Regions from separate parts of the Mus musculus genome. Here region 1 is linked to region 2. Evidence: chromatin contacts called from public promoter capture Hi-C data. All regions are on one chromosome and are shown on one strand. The core of a region is the stretch at or near the end of the contact, and the rest is flanking DNA. Distances in the headings are between cores, read along the strand shown.

Region 1 (3,345 bases), core at 608-3,107, 210 kb before region 2:
AGGTAGATTTACTGGTACAGATATGTATATTCTAGTTAGAAAAAATATGAAGTTCATTTACCTCATACAAAATCACAATCAGTATTATTAAATCATTAAAAATAGACTTCCTGGCCTAGAAAATACTTGAAAATGTATTAAAATGTAGCCATCTGTTGCCAGGATTACACAGAATTTATTTTCTTCTTAGTGCTCATATAGTTTTCAAATATCTTTGGCAACAATCTTGCAATGCTTTTATAATTAGTAAAGCCCTTACAAACTTATTTCTTTAAAAAACAAAAACAAAAAAACAAAACCAGAAACAGAAACAAAACTGTCAAAGCCTACTCTGGGTATCTCTACTTCTGCAGTGGCAGTCACTGCTGACAGAAGGAACCCAGGTACCTATCTAGGTGTTTCTACTCTTTGGTATGAAAATTGATATAACACACATTACTTTATCACATAACTTCTGGTACTTGGTCATCTGTTCCAACACTGCTATAATGCTCTAAGGCTCTAGTGAAAAGAGCCAGACAAGGCTCTGCATTCCTTTAGTCACAGTACTCAGTTAGGAGTTAGGAGGATTATGAGTTCGATGGTCCACACCAGGTTCCATGCCAGCCCAAACTATATAACAAGGACTTATCTCAAGAAAATGATGAATCAGTCAAACTTAAGATACTTGATTCAATAAGATCTGTGTCACTACTATTTGTGACTAGCGAAGTAAACAGAACAAGCCACCCCAGAATCTAGGCTCAGCTTCCAGAAACCAGGTTTTTCATGAGCAATGTCAGAATATCTCTTATGGCCAATAGGTTCACCTTTGCCCTAATTCAGACCTCAAAGAAACATACTGAAATCAATCAAGTCTAGATTTAGGCAACTGAGAAGTGGAGCCAATATAGTTTAGAAGGAACCAGTTTCTTACAAAATCTGAAACATGAAAATCTGAAACAAGTGTTCAACTGAAATAAAGACATCTTAAAATCAATCATAGTATAGATGTGAAAAGTAACAATAATGTTCTACAATGGCCTCTCCCCCATCTTTTGAGAAACTACTGGAAGCCACACCAGAATGACACAGCACACACTTCCTTTGGCAAACAGTATAATTTGAGCTGCAAGGAGGTGAGGAAGTGAGAACATAGCTTAATTAGAAGTTCTTAGAATCTCACCTGTATAGCTAACAGTATTTATTGCACAAGGGTGGAAAACTTAATTAGACATAGTTTTGAGAGCTCTGAGATCTTACAATGTTATTTGACTTTGCCTTTTCATGGTGCTTAGGTCATTGAGGAAGTTCAAGAGTTCTTTTAGATTGGAATGTTGCCCCAGGCCACAAATAAAGCTTTTCCTTGTCCAATACATTCTACTTTGATCCATATTAAAATAATATAATGAAAAGAAAAAACTTTCTAGAACACAGAAATTAACGATGCCAAACCTAAGCCCCTGATTTATACATTCCAAGCAAAGATTATTAAGAGGAATGAACAGAGTATCATCCGGTGTTTCCATGGTACAATGTTTGAGTATTTCAAGTGCTCCTATTATCTTTTCCCCCTAAAACAAAGTGACAATTCCTTAAAAGTGACAGATGTTGAAAAGAGAAAACAATTCCTAAAGATCAAGTCCCTGTCATGTTTTCACACATATGAAAGACATTTTCCTATAAACTAGGTTCACTATGAGCTAAAAAGAACCCCAAACCCAATCAACAAGGGTGTCTTTATTTTCAGAAGAAGGCGTGGAAGAAGTGCTGGCCCGTGTTTGGAAATAGTTTGCCTCTGCTGGGTCTGAGGCAGCCTGCTATTGCCATCCCTAAGGGCTGAATGTACTGCATACTTGAAAAGCTTTAGTAGCAGGCGACAACATGTACTGGTAGTCCTAGTTTCAAAATGAACTGACTAAATATTAACTTCGAATATTCTCACCCAGAAAAGCAGTAGATGGGCAAATCGGTGTTGAAGGACACATCCTACTTGGGATTTCTTAGTTTCCTGAAGTTAACTTAAATTGTGGAAGCAGAATATGAGGATACCTTTCTAGCAAGTTCCTAAATTAAATACAATTAAACTGAGGAACAAAACTCTCCCCGTAGATTTCCAAGCTAACACAAGGCTCCCCCTGCTGGTACCGTGTCACCTGCCAGAGGCATATCCATGCAAGAAAGAGAAAATGAATGCTTTGGTACTTTCTACCTGTTGACTATTCATCCAAACATTCACACCGTGGGCATGGCACAGCATTAAGCACTTTTGCTAACCACCTACAATGAAGGCACAGTGATACAGAAGGAGAAAACTTGGCTTTTTAAAAGTATGCAATAAGTGCTTTGAGGGTAGCAGGCAGATCAAGCAATATTGTTTTGACAGCACTCATCTAAAAAAGAGAGCCATCTCTCAAGGTTCTATGTGGATTTCAGAGAATACCGAGAATGGGAGATGATCTGAATGCTTGTGCCCCACAAAGCTCATAGGTGGAAACCCCAATAGCACACTAAAGGTGGAGACGTTGGGAGATGATCAATGACCCCACAAGGACAGGGATCTGATAAAGCTGTTCATTCCCCTTCACCATGTGAAGAAACACTGCAGGCACCAGGCACCAGCTATGAGGACAGCCCCCTGGATCCTGAACTCTTCATCCTCCCACACTGAGAGAGATGCTTGTTGGTTCTTTATATCCGACAGTCCGAGGTACTTTTGTCACATTAGCTGCAAATGGACTGAGACACAGGAGGCTGACTTGGTCCAAACCAATCCAATCTTTCAAGCTCACTAAGTTCAAGTAGACCAAAGACTTGGAATCACCTGGTGAGGAACTCACACTCAGATATCTAGAAGCACTGCTCAAACAGCAGAGAGCAGCAGGGGCTAGAGAGCCCAGGCTCACATACTCAGCTGCTTTTCAGTTCCTTAGGTCTGTATCACATGATTTTCAGATTTTTCCCAAGAGAAGCTATAAATCTGAATGTGAAACTTTCATCTTTTAAAAACAGAACTGACCAACACAAGCTGGTAGTCCTTATCCAGCCACAGATCTGTAACTTCTGACCTAAGGAATTCTCCCAATTTACTTCAACTAATCCACATTTACCATTGTAGGGCCACACTTAGAATCACTGTGATTTTAAAGAACGACAAGTTTTAATTTTTAAAATGCATTCATCTGTTTGTAGAAAAGCCATCAGTGTGCACTTGGGATAAGGCAGGGGACAAGTGTCAACATTCATGGTGCCCACTCTGTGTAGACAGTTCTACACTAAGAACTGCAAAGTGAAGGGAAGCCATGTAATATGCCATGGGCCCACAGGATTCCAAGCCTGATCTACTCTAAGACTAGATTTCTAGTC
Region 2 (3,038 bases), core at 219-2,718:
CCCCCACTCCAGTGCCAGGGAGGCCAACTTTGCAGCTTCACAGACGGCTCCTGTGAGCATCTATCCTTTCCCTCCCTCGCTGCCGCCCCCGCGATTTCGCCCTTCACCCTGCGGGGGCCTGCCTCTCTTCCTGCAGCAAAGTTTGCCAGGCGCCTTTCCAGGCGGTTTTCCTCCACACAACCAGCCTTACGAAATTGTGCATAAAGATTTCCCTCTACAGGTGGTTGTGAGCTGCAGCAGTTTTTTTTTTTTTTTTTCCCCTCTTGCAATGGAAACATTTTTTTTTTCTATTTCACCTACTAATCTTTTTTTTAAAATCATTTTTGCTTACACCTATTAAAGACAGCATTTTTTTTCCAGACTCTGCGAGGAGAGATTAATTTCTCTATTAAGGAAACATTGCCACATCCCTCACCAGCATGCTCCAACTCTCTTTAGCTCCCTCTGCTCCCCTCACTTTGTTCTGACTTCATGAAACCTTTTTGGAACTAGCTTTTCATGTGCAGAATCATTACAAGAATAATGAAGACATTTAGTGAATGAGAATCAGCCCCAAGTCTGGCAAACTAGAAGGTTCAGTTGCCCACTAGAGAAGTCCCCTCCCCTCTGCCACCCCCAACCCCACAACACAGCATCTTTTCCCCCTGTTCAACACCACAGGACTGTCTCCCGATTGCCATGCCTCTTGCAAGAACCACACATACAAGACCCTAACTAAGCCTGCTCACGAAGTCTAGGCAATTTGTACAGATATTGTTCAATGAAAAAAAAAAAAAAACAGACAGTAATCACGGACAGTCATAAAGAGCTGCTCTTCCGAACATTCACCAACTGACATCATAAACTTTGCCAAAGCCAAACATAAGGCACTGCATGGTATAACCTACCTTGGCGTGCTCCTTCACTTTTTATGCAAATGTTTTCCCCTCCACGCTTTACACAGATTTCTAGGGAAATTTGGAAGGGCTGGTGAGGGGGTGGGAGAGGGGAGGGGATGAGGGTAATATAAATAAGGAAGCATTTTAAATGCACCACGCAAAGAGCTCCGGATTTCACGTCGTGTCTGCACTCTTCCCGGAGCAAAGCAAAACAGTTCTCCTTCAGTGCCAGACTTGTAGGGAGAGGGAGAAGAGAGCGGGAGGGGGAGAGAGGGAGGGGAGAGAGGGAGAGAAGAGAAAGAAAGGGTAGGGGAGATGCTGAAAAAGGGAGGGGAGGGAAGAAGGGAGGGGGGAGAGAGAAGGAGGGAGGAGAGGGGAGGAGAGCAGCCAGAGGGAAAGAGAAGAGAGGAGGCAGCCCCCTCCCACACTCCCACCCCCTCACATTCGGGCGCCTCCTGAGTAACTGATCAGAACACAGAATTCATCACCCACGTTCGAAAACCCCCGACCAGGGACTAAGTCTCAATGCACACACATTGGGGTCTATTTATAGACACACCCTAATGATATGCGTTGCTTTCTGAGTGTAAATGTGTGTGCACGCTGCCCGAATTACATATGATTCCTTTGAAAGGTATGATTTTTTTTTTTAAATACTGCAGTGCGACTGCTTCTGTTTAGCTTTCCTTTGAGTCAGGAAAATATGCATCAATTTTGAAGAGACTCTGGAAAAATGATGGGGGTCTCGGTGTTTACAAAACCCTGGCTCCCCCCGGTCCCCTGCAAAGCTGGGATATTTGCAGAGTTGGGGCTGTTTGGAAAGGCTCCAGCCCTGGCTCGGTGTAGCACGCCCAGTTCCAGCAGCGTGTGCTATTGACCTGCATTGACGTCAGTGCGTCATTAGGTCTCCCTTAGAAACACTGACTTTCAAAAATAGTATCAAATTAATTCAGCTGGAGCCTGGTGAAGAAAGGCTACTAGCTAGAATCAGCCATAAAACTCCAGAATTTTCAGCCCTAGATCTCTTCTTCTTTGCTAGGAGCCAAATAGAATCAGATTGTATGGAAATTGCTATCGATGGGATTTTTTTTTTTTCCTTAAGAAAGGGGACCAAATTAGATTGCAAAACCAGAAGTGCTTCTTCTTTTTTTTCCCTCTCTCTCGCCCCACCCCCTCTCTTTTTTTCCCCCTGGTCTAAAAATAGCTCCCTGCCTGAGCTGACTGCAGTATCTTTTGTGTTGCAGCCCTGTTTTTTTTTTTTTTTTCCTCCAGTCTGGACCCTGTGAACAGTGGCACACAGTATATACATTGGTCTATTGTTGTTTGCAATGTCAGGAATTCATTTTAATAAAACAGGTGTGTCTTAGGATGGTGAGGGGCGTTGTGAGGGAGGGAGCTCCACGGGAGAGACTCCTGCCATTCATAGCTGTTTCCTTCTTCCAATTCATTTTTTTTCCCAAAGACACAATTCCCACCCCACGTGTCTCACGTGGCCTCTGACCAGCACATGCAACCCCCATTCATACAAACACAAAGTGCCAGCACATTCATGCTTTGTGGAGACAGTACATTCATAGACAAGGACTCTGGGCTATTCTTCCTCGTGTGGTTGCGTGGCAGAAAAGACACAGGATTCATGCCTCAAAATAGAAGGAGGTTTCATCCGAGGGGAACTTAAATACACAACCTGATGCCAAAATTGCATCATTAAAATTCTGCATTTATTAAGTATGTGCTTGCTGCCGAGGACACTTGTGTCCTTTACATAGCTAAACGTTGTAATTTCCGAAGGTCTCTTTTGCATCCAGACGTTTCATATGTACCTGTGACTTCTTTACGGGACCACCGAGCACCTTCACCACAGATATATCATCTTCAGATTTTTTTGGGGGGGGGTTTGTGGCTTTTCATTTTCGGAGGAGGGATTTAATACTCATCTGGTGGTCTTCATTTCTTGCAAAGTTGTTGCACCTTGGCCCCTCCTCCTAGCCCACCCCCCTCAAATAGGCTACGCTTGTGCCTCTAGATGATGAAAGATTTTGGTTTCCCTGACCCATTTAGTTGCTAGCGTCTGCCAGACTGTTAATGAGGAGACTAATTATGACCATTGTGTGCAGGGGTGCTCACAGAGACCAAAGGCCTTAGGCAGAGGAGGAGAGC

What was found. Promoter capture Hi-C pulls out the DNA fragments that hold promoters and counts their contacts.
Region 1: a promoter capture Hi-C map of liver shows a contact between it and region 2, with 4 times the contacts expected there. The contact joins the enhancer-like site here to the promoter of Mir670hg in region 2. A contact is called at or near these places in 16 of 39 promoter capture datasets (the 3T3-L1 cell line, 3T3-L1-derived adipocytes, the C10 cell line and 11 more), 1 of 15 datasets of contacts at CTCF or cohesin (the G1E-ER4 cell line), 19 of 484 Hi-C or Micro-C datasets (the BV-2 cell line, ECoMG myeloid progenitors, ECoMG-derived neutrophils and 15 more), 20 of 115 datasets of contacts at active chromatin or transcription factors (CD8 T cells, the NIH/3T3 cell line, bone marrow-derived dendritic cells and 14 more) and 1 of 9 other capture datasets (adipose tissue).

Annotation. Positions count from the first base shown.
Region 1 is chr2:94,057,549-94,060,893 of GRCm38.p6, forward strand. All of the region lies in intron 6 of Hsd17b12 (hydroxysteroid (17-beta) dehydrogenase 12), which reads right to left. Among named protein-coding and RNA genes, the nearest start is that of Alkbh3, 48 kb to the left of the region's middle. Within about 2 kb of position 1,858, at least 6 of the 459 cell types and tissues checked have an H3K27ac peak or open chromatin away from gene starts, as enhancers often do. A contact at or near this core is called in liver, where this site is marked.
Region 2 is chr2:94,263,635-94,266,672 of GRCm38.p6, forward strand. Mir670hg (a long non-coding RNA gene) reads right to left here and starts at 1,469. Exons shown (of 8, transcript XR_003953878.1): 1 at 888-1,469.